3 separate regions of the Mus musculus genome follow, and regions 2 and 3 are each linked to region 1. Evidence: chromatin contacts called from public Micro-C data. All regions are on one chromosome and are shown on one strand. The core of a region is the stretch at or near the end of the contact, and the rest is flanking DNA. Distances in the headings are between cores, read along the strand shown.

Evidence for each region. Hi-C and Micro-C count contacts between places; a contact is called where the count stands out from the background.
Region 2: a Micro-C map of embryonic stem cells shows a contact between it and region 1, with 4 times the contacts expected there. A contact is called at or near these places in 2 of 39 promoter capture datasets (liver and pre-B cells), 1 of 484 Hi-C or Micro-C datasets (embryonic stem cells) and 1 of 130 datasets of targeted methods (pancreatic cancer cells).
Region 3: a Micro-C map of embryonic stem cells shows a contact between it and region 1, with 7 times the contacts expected there. A contact is called at or near these places in 1 of 484 Hi-C or Micro-C datasets (embryonic stem cells) and 1 of 130 datasets of targeted methods (pancreatic cancer cells).

What each region holds. Positions count from the first base shown.
Region 1 is chr19:3,321,898-3,324,597 of GRCm38.p6, reverse strand. It overlaps Cpt1a (carnitine palmitoyltransferase 1a, liver), which reads right to left and starts at 1,297. Exons shown (of 19, transcript NM_013495.2): 1 at 1,224-1,297.
Region 2 is chr19:3,850,416-3,853,115 of GRCm38.p6, reverse strand. It overlaps Chka (choline kinase alpha), which reads right to left and starts at 1,343. Exons shown (of 12, transcript NM_001271496.1): 1 at 703-1,343. The coding sequence starts at 1,040. Gm51271 (predicted gene, 51271) reads left to right here and starts at 2,300; the gene lies at 2,300-2,349.
Region 3 is chr19:3,911,418-3,914,117 of GRCm38.p6, reverse strand. Ndufs8 (NADH:ubiquinone oxidoreductase core subunit S8) reads left to right here and starts at 1,344. Exons shown (of 7, transcript NM_001271443.1): 1 at 1,344-1,408; 2 at 2,372-2,429; 3 at 2,502-2,552. The coding sequence starts at 2,372. It overlaps Aldh3b1 (aldehyde dehydrogenase 3 family, member B1), which reads left to right. Exons shown (of 10, transcript NM_026316.3): 10 at 34-627. The coding sequence ends at 224.

The sequences.
Region 1 (2,700 bases), core at 48-2,547:
AGGGGGTGGTGGTGATGTATGCTTGCTGGCACAAATAAAAGGCCAAAGCTGTGTTTTAGTCATTTGGCTTGTGGTTTTGACAGTGATAAACACGCTTGAATATCAGGAATGACCAGAAACCAGACGCCTGTGCAACAAAATGCTGTAACTAAATACGCGTTCCGAAAGGCTTCTAAACTCACTTTCATTTTATTTGCGAACTTCCAAAGTTAGCAGTTTCCGACTAAAATCTGTTTTTGGACAACTATTTAAATGCACGGAACGAGAGTCGGCCCAGAGCTGAGAGTACTGAGCTTGATTGTATGTAGCCTGGTTCACACTAGGAACTTTTTAACTCCTTAAAAACTTGAGCGTTCATCTGTGTTCTGTGACATCAACGAAAACCAGACCCGATTCACAATAAGATGAAGAAAAACGAAGGGTACCCGCTGTTACCGCACAGCCTGGTTGCCCAGACCGTGCTGTCCGGCTGTCCCAGGCCAAGTTCGCTCAGGCCAGGTCACGTGACGCCCCCACCCTCCCGGGCTCTGGTCCCGGCGCGACCTTGGGCAGTCTCTGACACCCACCTGCCCTTGAACCCCGGGCAAAACCGCGGTGAGGGGTGCAAAACACTTAAGTCTCTGCGCCAAGGGTGTGTCCCGAAGGCTATACTGCAGGGACCCGCACGAAGAGAGGGCACCGGCCACCTGCCAAGTCCCCTGTGCGAGCATCCTTCCTACTGCCGAGCCCGACCCTCACGGACCCCGAGAACCAATCCACCTGCAGAGTAGCGGGTGGAAAGAGCCTGGAGAACGCTCGGCGTCCACACTGGCCCCAAGCCACCCGCGGAGTGGGGAGTGAGCAGGGGTCAGAAAGGGAGTTGACACTCCTACTGGTCAGGGACCAAGGAGTCACGCCTAATCATAAGCATCTTTCACAGAGCAATGAAGACCCCAAACCCACGCGGTGAGTGAATCCACCGTGGGGCGGGACACCACGAGCCGAGGTCCCACGCGTCCCGAGTGGAGGCATTTTGCCCAGTCTGGGGACCAAGCATCTTTCCTCCCGTCCCGGGATCCCCCAGATCCGTCACTGCGCGGGGGAGGGAGTGCCCTCTGCTTCTCCAATGCGCGGCTCACGCGTACCCTACGGGCACAGTCTGGGTCTCCCTCCACACTCTTAAGAATGACACCCGCGCGCCCAGCCCAGGGCGGTGCCGCAGCGCTGCCCTCGCGGTGTCTTACCGAGTCTGCAGACGGCGGCGGCGGAATGAGCGAGCGGAGTCCGGGCCGGGGCGGGCGAGGCCAGGCTCACCGACGCGCGCCGCGGGTGATTGGCTGAGCCCAGCTGGGCTGCAGCGCGGGCAGGACGGGGCGGGGCCTGGACGGGGCGGGGCTGCGGGGAGGAGGTCAGTAAGGAAACTGAGGCTAAGTCCCGAGCTTGCCAACGGCAGACCTAGGACAACATTCCTTACCCTGAGAGCCTCAGTTTCTTCATATACAAAAGGGACCAACTCATTAAAGCCATGTCCAAAACAGCTCTTTGCACCATACTTGGCTTACACTCGCGGTTTACACTAATCCGCCCGTAAACTTCTCTGCAACCCTGCGGGAGTTATGCTGATTTTGCTCCAGACTTTTGGTTTGTTTGGTTGTTTGGTTGATTATTTTTTTTTTTAAAAAAGGGGAGTGGGACGCTTGGGGTGGTGTTGGGAAGAACGGCTTGTCTAACATCAGAGAATGAAGAAGTAAGCTCAGGTTCCAAGTTTGAGAACAGATGTTTGACATCCGGGGGCAGGTTGGCGCCAGAGGCCAACACACTCATAGTCTCCCTGGGATAAAATCGTCAGGGGGCGGGGGAACCCTCATCTGCGGAACAATTAGGGTGTGTGGGTAGCTCACAATGCCGTGCATTCCTTGCCTGTGTAAGGTCCTGGATTCAAGTCTCTGCGCCCAAAAGCAACGGAATCGAAGTACTCTTTGAACGCTGAGAACGAATAGGTGTCAATAGGGGAGTGATTGGAACCTCGGACAGAGTGGCTTCTGGAGGGGGATCGCTGGCAGCACACGGGGAACGAAGGTTGCAGGGTGAGTTGTGAACAGGGTGTAGAGAAGTCGGGCCAGACATGGCAAAGCACTCTACCCGCCAGATGGGGCGCCCTCCCAGGCTGCAGCTCCAGGCCCTGCGTGTAGCAAGCTCTCCATAAATGCGCTGAAGAAGGAAGAGTCGCAGCTCTGAGGTCAAGCACGCCTGGTCATGGAAGAGCCCTGTTTGCCTCCATCTTTCTCTGCCTTGCCGTGGAAGGGTTCCATAGAGAAAATGAAAGTTCCCCTTGATCCCGCCCCCAACTGTAGTTAACTGTTGCTGTATCTCATCTCCCCCTACACCTCTATTATTTAAAAGGACAGGCGATTGTTGGGTGTAACTTTGAGATTTTTAGTTTATGTGAAGGGACTCATAGAGAATCGGGGTCTTTCACTTGCCTTCATTGTTCTGACACACCCAAACGCCTTCCATCTTCTTAAGCATCCTTATCTGAGCACCTGTTCCTGAGCGTGGAAGCAGAGACCAGTGTGACATGTGGCTGGCACTGCAGAGGTGCTATCTGGAAACACTTTCTGCTGTCCCCCGGGCCTCATCGGCCTCGATGGCTCTAGTGTCACCTCTTGCTGCCCCCTACTTAAGGCTCCTTTTAAGTCCTGGACTGTTGGACTCACCTTA
Region 2 (2,700 bases), core at 94-2,593, 530 kb before region 1:
TTTTCCTCCCTCTTTTTCTTTTTCTTTTCTTTTTTTTTTTTTTTTTTTTTTTGTTTGTTTGTTTTTTCGAGACAGGGTTTCTCTGTGTAGCCCTGGCTGTCCTGGAACTCACTCTGTAGACCAGGCTGGCCTTGAACTCAGAAATCCGCCTGCCTCTGCCTGCGGAGTGCTGGGATTAAAGGCTTGCGCCACCACGCCCGGCTCCTCCCTCTTTTTCTAAAGCCCAGCCACAACATCCCTTTTTCTTTTCTTTCTTTTCTTTTCTTTCCTTTTTTTTTTTTTTTTTTTTTCGTTTTTCGAGACAGGGTTTCTCTCTGTAGAGCTGGCTGTTTTGGAACTCACTTTGTAGACCAGGCTGGCCTCGAACTCAGAAATCCGCCTGCTTCTGCTTCCCGAGTGCTGGGAACAACATCCCTTTTTTCATTCAAGGCCCTCGCAGAGAAACGGCTTCCTAGACACATCTATTTTGAGCTTTGGTACAGAATGTGCTTGTATAACTACATAGTATTGTTCTTCCGCAAGGGACGGCAACCCAGCACACATTTTCTCAAAGCTCGCCCGCAGGCGGCCTTCCGCGCTGCGGGGTTTGTGCTCCGGACACCGGCGCGGCGATCACCTCTACCCAAGCCGCCGCCCCGCCCCGCCCTCCAGCCTCACCCCCCACCGCCCCCACCACCACCGCGCGGTGCCGCAGCCACTGACCTGATGACACTGATGTGGAACTGGTCCTCGCGAAGGCCTCGCCAGGCTCCGGGCAGGAATTCCTTACACCACAGGTAGGCCCTGCGCCTGGTCCGGGGCTCGGGTTGTTCGTCCGCTAGCGGCGGTGATGGCGGCGGGGGCAGCGGCAGGGGCGGCGGCGGCGGCGGCGGCAGCGCGAGAGGTTGGGTTCGGCCACCAAGCTGCTTGGACTCCAGCTCGCCTGCGGCGTCCCGCTGCTGCCCTACGCCGGGCGTCGGGGCAGCGTTGCCACCGCAGCTCAGCAGCAGCCCGAGAGGCGACGGCTCGGCCTCGCCCCCGGTGCAGAACTTGGTTTTCATGCTGGACAAGCGGCCGAGAAGGCGCGGGCGGCCACAGCACGAGAGGGCCACACTCAGGGTCCGGCTGGATGCCCGCCTCTGGGGGCCGGCGCGGGGAATGGCTCGCCGGCTTCACTGACCGGCCGGGCGGCGGTTGTGGGAGCGCGCGGGGAGGCGACGTCGGCGACGGCGGGGAGAGGCAGCAATGGACGTCAGGCAGCAGTAACGAGAGACGAGCGCGGGAGGCTGACGGCAGGCGACTGCTATAGGGGGCCGCGGCGCTCGCTCCTTTACAGCGCTGCACGCGGAGAGCCCAGCGTCACCGCCCGCCCCCGCGCTCGCCGCTGATTGGACGCTTTGGCGCATCACAACCGCCGCCACCCTCGCCACGCCGCTTTCCCATTGGCTGCGGCACAGCCCCTCCTAGGCTCAGGCGGTGAGTCCACGATGAGGGAGGGGTCGGCGCACCGGGGGCGGGGCCTTGTCTAGGGGTCGCGAGGGTCCTGTAAAGGCTATCTCAATTGCCTGCACTCACAAGGTGGCGCCTTTGCGGACTCGAGCCTCTTAGGGCAGGAGAGGCGAGGCTTCTGCAGCTTTGGCAGACCCTAGAGTGGATGTTGAAAGGGAAACTTTCCTTAGACGCCCCCAGGTCTGAAAGTGATGATTTGAAAGGCCCCGGGGACTTTGCAGGAAAATGGTGTCTGGAGGCTGGCTGCTCTTTCCGCGTGACCTTAGGGCAAGGCAGCTCCCAAAGGAGCTCTGTGGGTGTGTTTTTACAACATTTCCGAGGCCCTGTTCGAGATGCTTCCATGCCCAATACAACTCCTGGCCGGAGGCGTTATCCATCTGCAGGTCTAATATCAAAAAGAGATTGGGTCAAGGCCACACACCCACTTGCCAGCTGGCTGCGCTCTCCGCTCAGAGAGAAGCCTCCCCCTCTACGTGCCTGCAGCCTCAGTTTCCCTGTCCGTGGTGCTGAGGATGTCAGCTAGATTCTCAGGACATCTTCCTAACAGACTGGCCTCAACGGCCTCCAGAATTGCCGGCCAAAGGTGCTTGGTTCGCGATTCCTGGCTTTGTGGATGCTGTCATCTGCCCCCCCCCTCTTCCGGGCTGTCCAGTCGCGTGACCATGACTAATGTACCTTTGCCCTAGGGCATGGAAGGGGGCCAAGGCCCCTATGCTGTATGCCCACACATTGCCTCATTCTTTGGTCTCATCATTCAGTCCTTCCAGGAAGTAATTGAGGCTACAAAGAATATAAAACTACAGGTCTGTGTTGTGGGGTATAGCTAGAAAGAGAGATTTCTTTCTAGCTATACCCCAGCATGCAGAAAATGGCTTCTTTGTGGGTTTTCACAGTCTGCTGGAAGCCAAAAACTCTTCAAAAAGAGTAGGTAGGTACTTATCTGGACTTACTCCCCCAAAAGTGATCTTACTGAACAAAAGAGTGCAAATAATCTGTGCATAATGGCACATGCTTTTAATCCCAGCACTTGAGAGGCACAGAGGCAGAGGCCAGATCTCTATGGGCTGAAGACCAGCCTAGTCTACACAGTAAGTTTCAGGACAGCCCAAGTTCCATAGTGAGACTGTCTGGGGAGTGGGGGGGGGGGGGCGGGGGAAGGAGTGCAAATGAAAAGAGACTTTGGACGATCCCGTGGAGCTAGGCCTGGAGTTG
Region 3 (2,700 bases), core at 95-2,594, 590 kb before region 1:
GACCTAAAGACCCATGTTCTGTGCTGCCCACAGGAACCAGCGGGATGGGCAGGTACCACGGCAAGTTCTCCTTTGACACCTTCTCCAACCAGCGTGCCTGTCTGCTGCGCAGCCCGGGAATGGAGAAAATCAATGACTTGCGCTACCCACCCTACTCCAGTCGCAACCTCAGGGTGTTGTTGGTGGCCATGGAGGAGAGGTGCTGCAGCTGCACCCTGCTGTAAGCAGGGGTTTTGGGGTACAGGAGCCTGCCTGGGGCACAGCTTCAGAGAAGTGGCCTGCCAGGGCCAAGGCCACAGAGCAGTCTGCTCAGCCCTTCTTGGTGGAGCCCTCTGCCTCCTGGGGCTCCCCTTTTTGGACCTTTGAATAAGATAGGCTGAGGGTAGGAAGGCAGGAAGGGATGCAGTGACCATAGAATCTTCGAGAAAACAGAGCACTTCTGAACTACCCACCCTCTCGTGGATAGTGTTGCAAGGGAGCAGTGATAATCGGCACAGGTCATACTCTGTGACCAGGCCTGTCTGGGTCTTCTCACTCTCAGTTTTCTATCTGCACAATGGAAATAAAACAGCCTTAACAAAACAGCCTATCGTCGTGGAAGTATTAAACTAGGAGGGCTGACTCCAAGCTACAGGTGTCTTGTCTTTTTTGGAGTGGAGGTGCTGCCTCCGTGATAAGTCCAAGACCTTTCCCCAGCTACAACTCACCCCTCACCTCACAAGTTTACTCAGCCGTAAAACATTCCACCAGTCTGAGCTCCATGCTCCAAGGGATGGCGCTTCCAGCCACTCACCTGCTAAAACTCAAAATTTTTGACATCCTGTCTCTACACATGGCCTGGTTTTTGACTAAGTCAACATGTCCTTCCTGGCCTTCCAGATTCTACACCGCCAGCTTAGACACTACTTCCTGAAGGAAGCATTTCTGATCACTCCATACAAGGCATGCAGATTGCCTCATGGTTCTCTAGTCCTAGGGGCAGACTTGACAAAAGTCCTGCTACCCGCGGCCGTTACAAGGACCAGTGGTTAAAGCGCTTGTACGCTGTCGCCATCTTTGCAGTATTCAAATGAGCCCTACCCCTCCCGCCTCCCCGGACTGTAGCAGCGTCCCAAACCGAGGTCAGGAAGTCCCGCCTTCAGGATCTCGGAAGTCAGGCGCATTAACCTCTCTGATACAACATGGCAGCTCCCTACAAAACTTCAAGCATCTGCTCCCATCAGCCAATTAGAGAAAAATATAGTCCTGGGCCCGCCTCCTACAGGACCCTAGGCCAATCAGACCAAAGAAGGAAAGGGCACTATGGAAAAAGGCGTGAGAAGCTCGCCCAATGGCAGCATCCTGAGCTTAGGCTCCGCCTTCCGGTTGAACCGCATCTGGGCCAGGGAAGGAGCCGCAGCACTTCAAGGTGGGTGGCCAGGGCAAGGCGGCGAAGACAGGGTCTGGGTGACGCAACGACAGGGTTGAACGGGGTGTCACCGCTGACCTTATGAAGTCTGGGATCTAGCGCTTCGGCTCGGGACCCGCGGCTTGTGCGTCCTTCCCGAGCTGCGGACCGGAAAGCCTGCACCCTCAGGCGCATGCGCTGCCTCGCCGGCTGCCTTCTGCGTTCATAGGGTCAGAGGTCAAGGGGAAGGTCTGAGAGAAAGTGGTAGGTTGGATCCAGGATTGCTTGGGGTCAAGAATTGGCCGACCCCTACAGGTCAAAGGTCACAAGAGGGCGCTAGAGCGTTGGTGATCTGCCAGACTCTTGGTCAAAATCCCCTTGTTTGCATACATCCCTAATTTTCGGGACCCCTCTTCCTACATTGTAATCCAGAAACTGAGGCCAGGGGACATCATTTGCCCAAGGTCACTCTGCAGGTTGGGGAGAGTTCCAGGAGCCCCTTGGGTTGAGGAGAGGAACTTGACCCTGGTAATTATTTAAATCTTTAAGGGTTTTCTGCAGGTATCTCCTGGATTCCTGTCCTGGTTCCAATGACATTGGGTAATTTGGGAGCAATCACTTAACATGACAGGATGACAGGGTCTATGACATTTGACATGAAGCCTGGCTCAGAGTTATCAGGACCCACTAGGAGGACCCACCAGAAGAACCATCCAGGCTCCTGAATACACTGGTGGTGGTCAGGGAGCCTTGGTGTGAGCGGAGGATGAGGAGTGGACATGGGGAAATGGATTAAATAGGTTGCTTAGGAACTGCAGAAATAGAAGGAACTTGGGGTGCCCAGGAACTGTGAGTCAGCAGAGTGAGGTCAGATTGAGGGTTAGGGGTGCTGGTCTTGAGTGGGATTGTGAGTGAATGGGGCGTAAGGTAGAGGTTCAGAGGAGGGCAGTTTTAGACCCTTCTCTTCCCTTCTCCATGTTCCAGATGTATCGCCTGAGCTCATCAATGCTGCCACGGGCCTTGGCCCAGGCCATGCGCACAGGTAGGGCTAGAGGCCTTTCCTGGGGGTGGGGGAGCAGAGCTTCCTGGTGTGAAATCACCTCTCTCCTTGCAGGACATCTTAATGGACAAAGCCTTCATAGCAGCGCAGTGGCGGCAACGTACAGTGAGTAGCCAATATTCTGACTTGAGCTTTTCTGACCGTCGTCACACCCAAGGCCCGGGAAATTGCTTTGCTAGGGACCCTCTGTGAGCTCTAGTTTCCACTCTGAAAATGAAGGTAGCGATCAAGAGAGACTGTGACTCAGTCACTG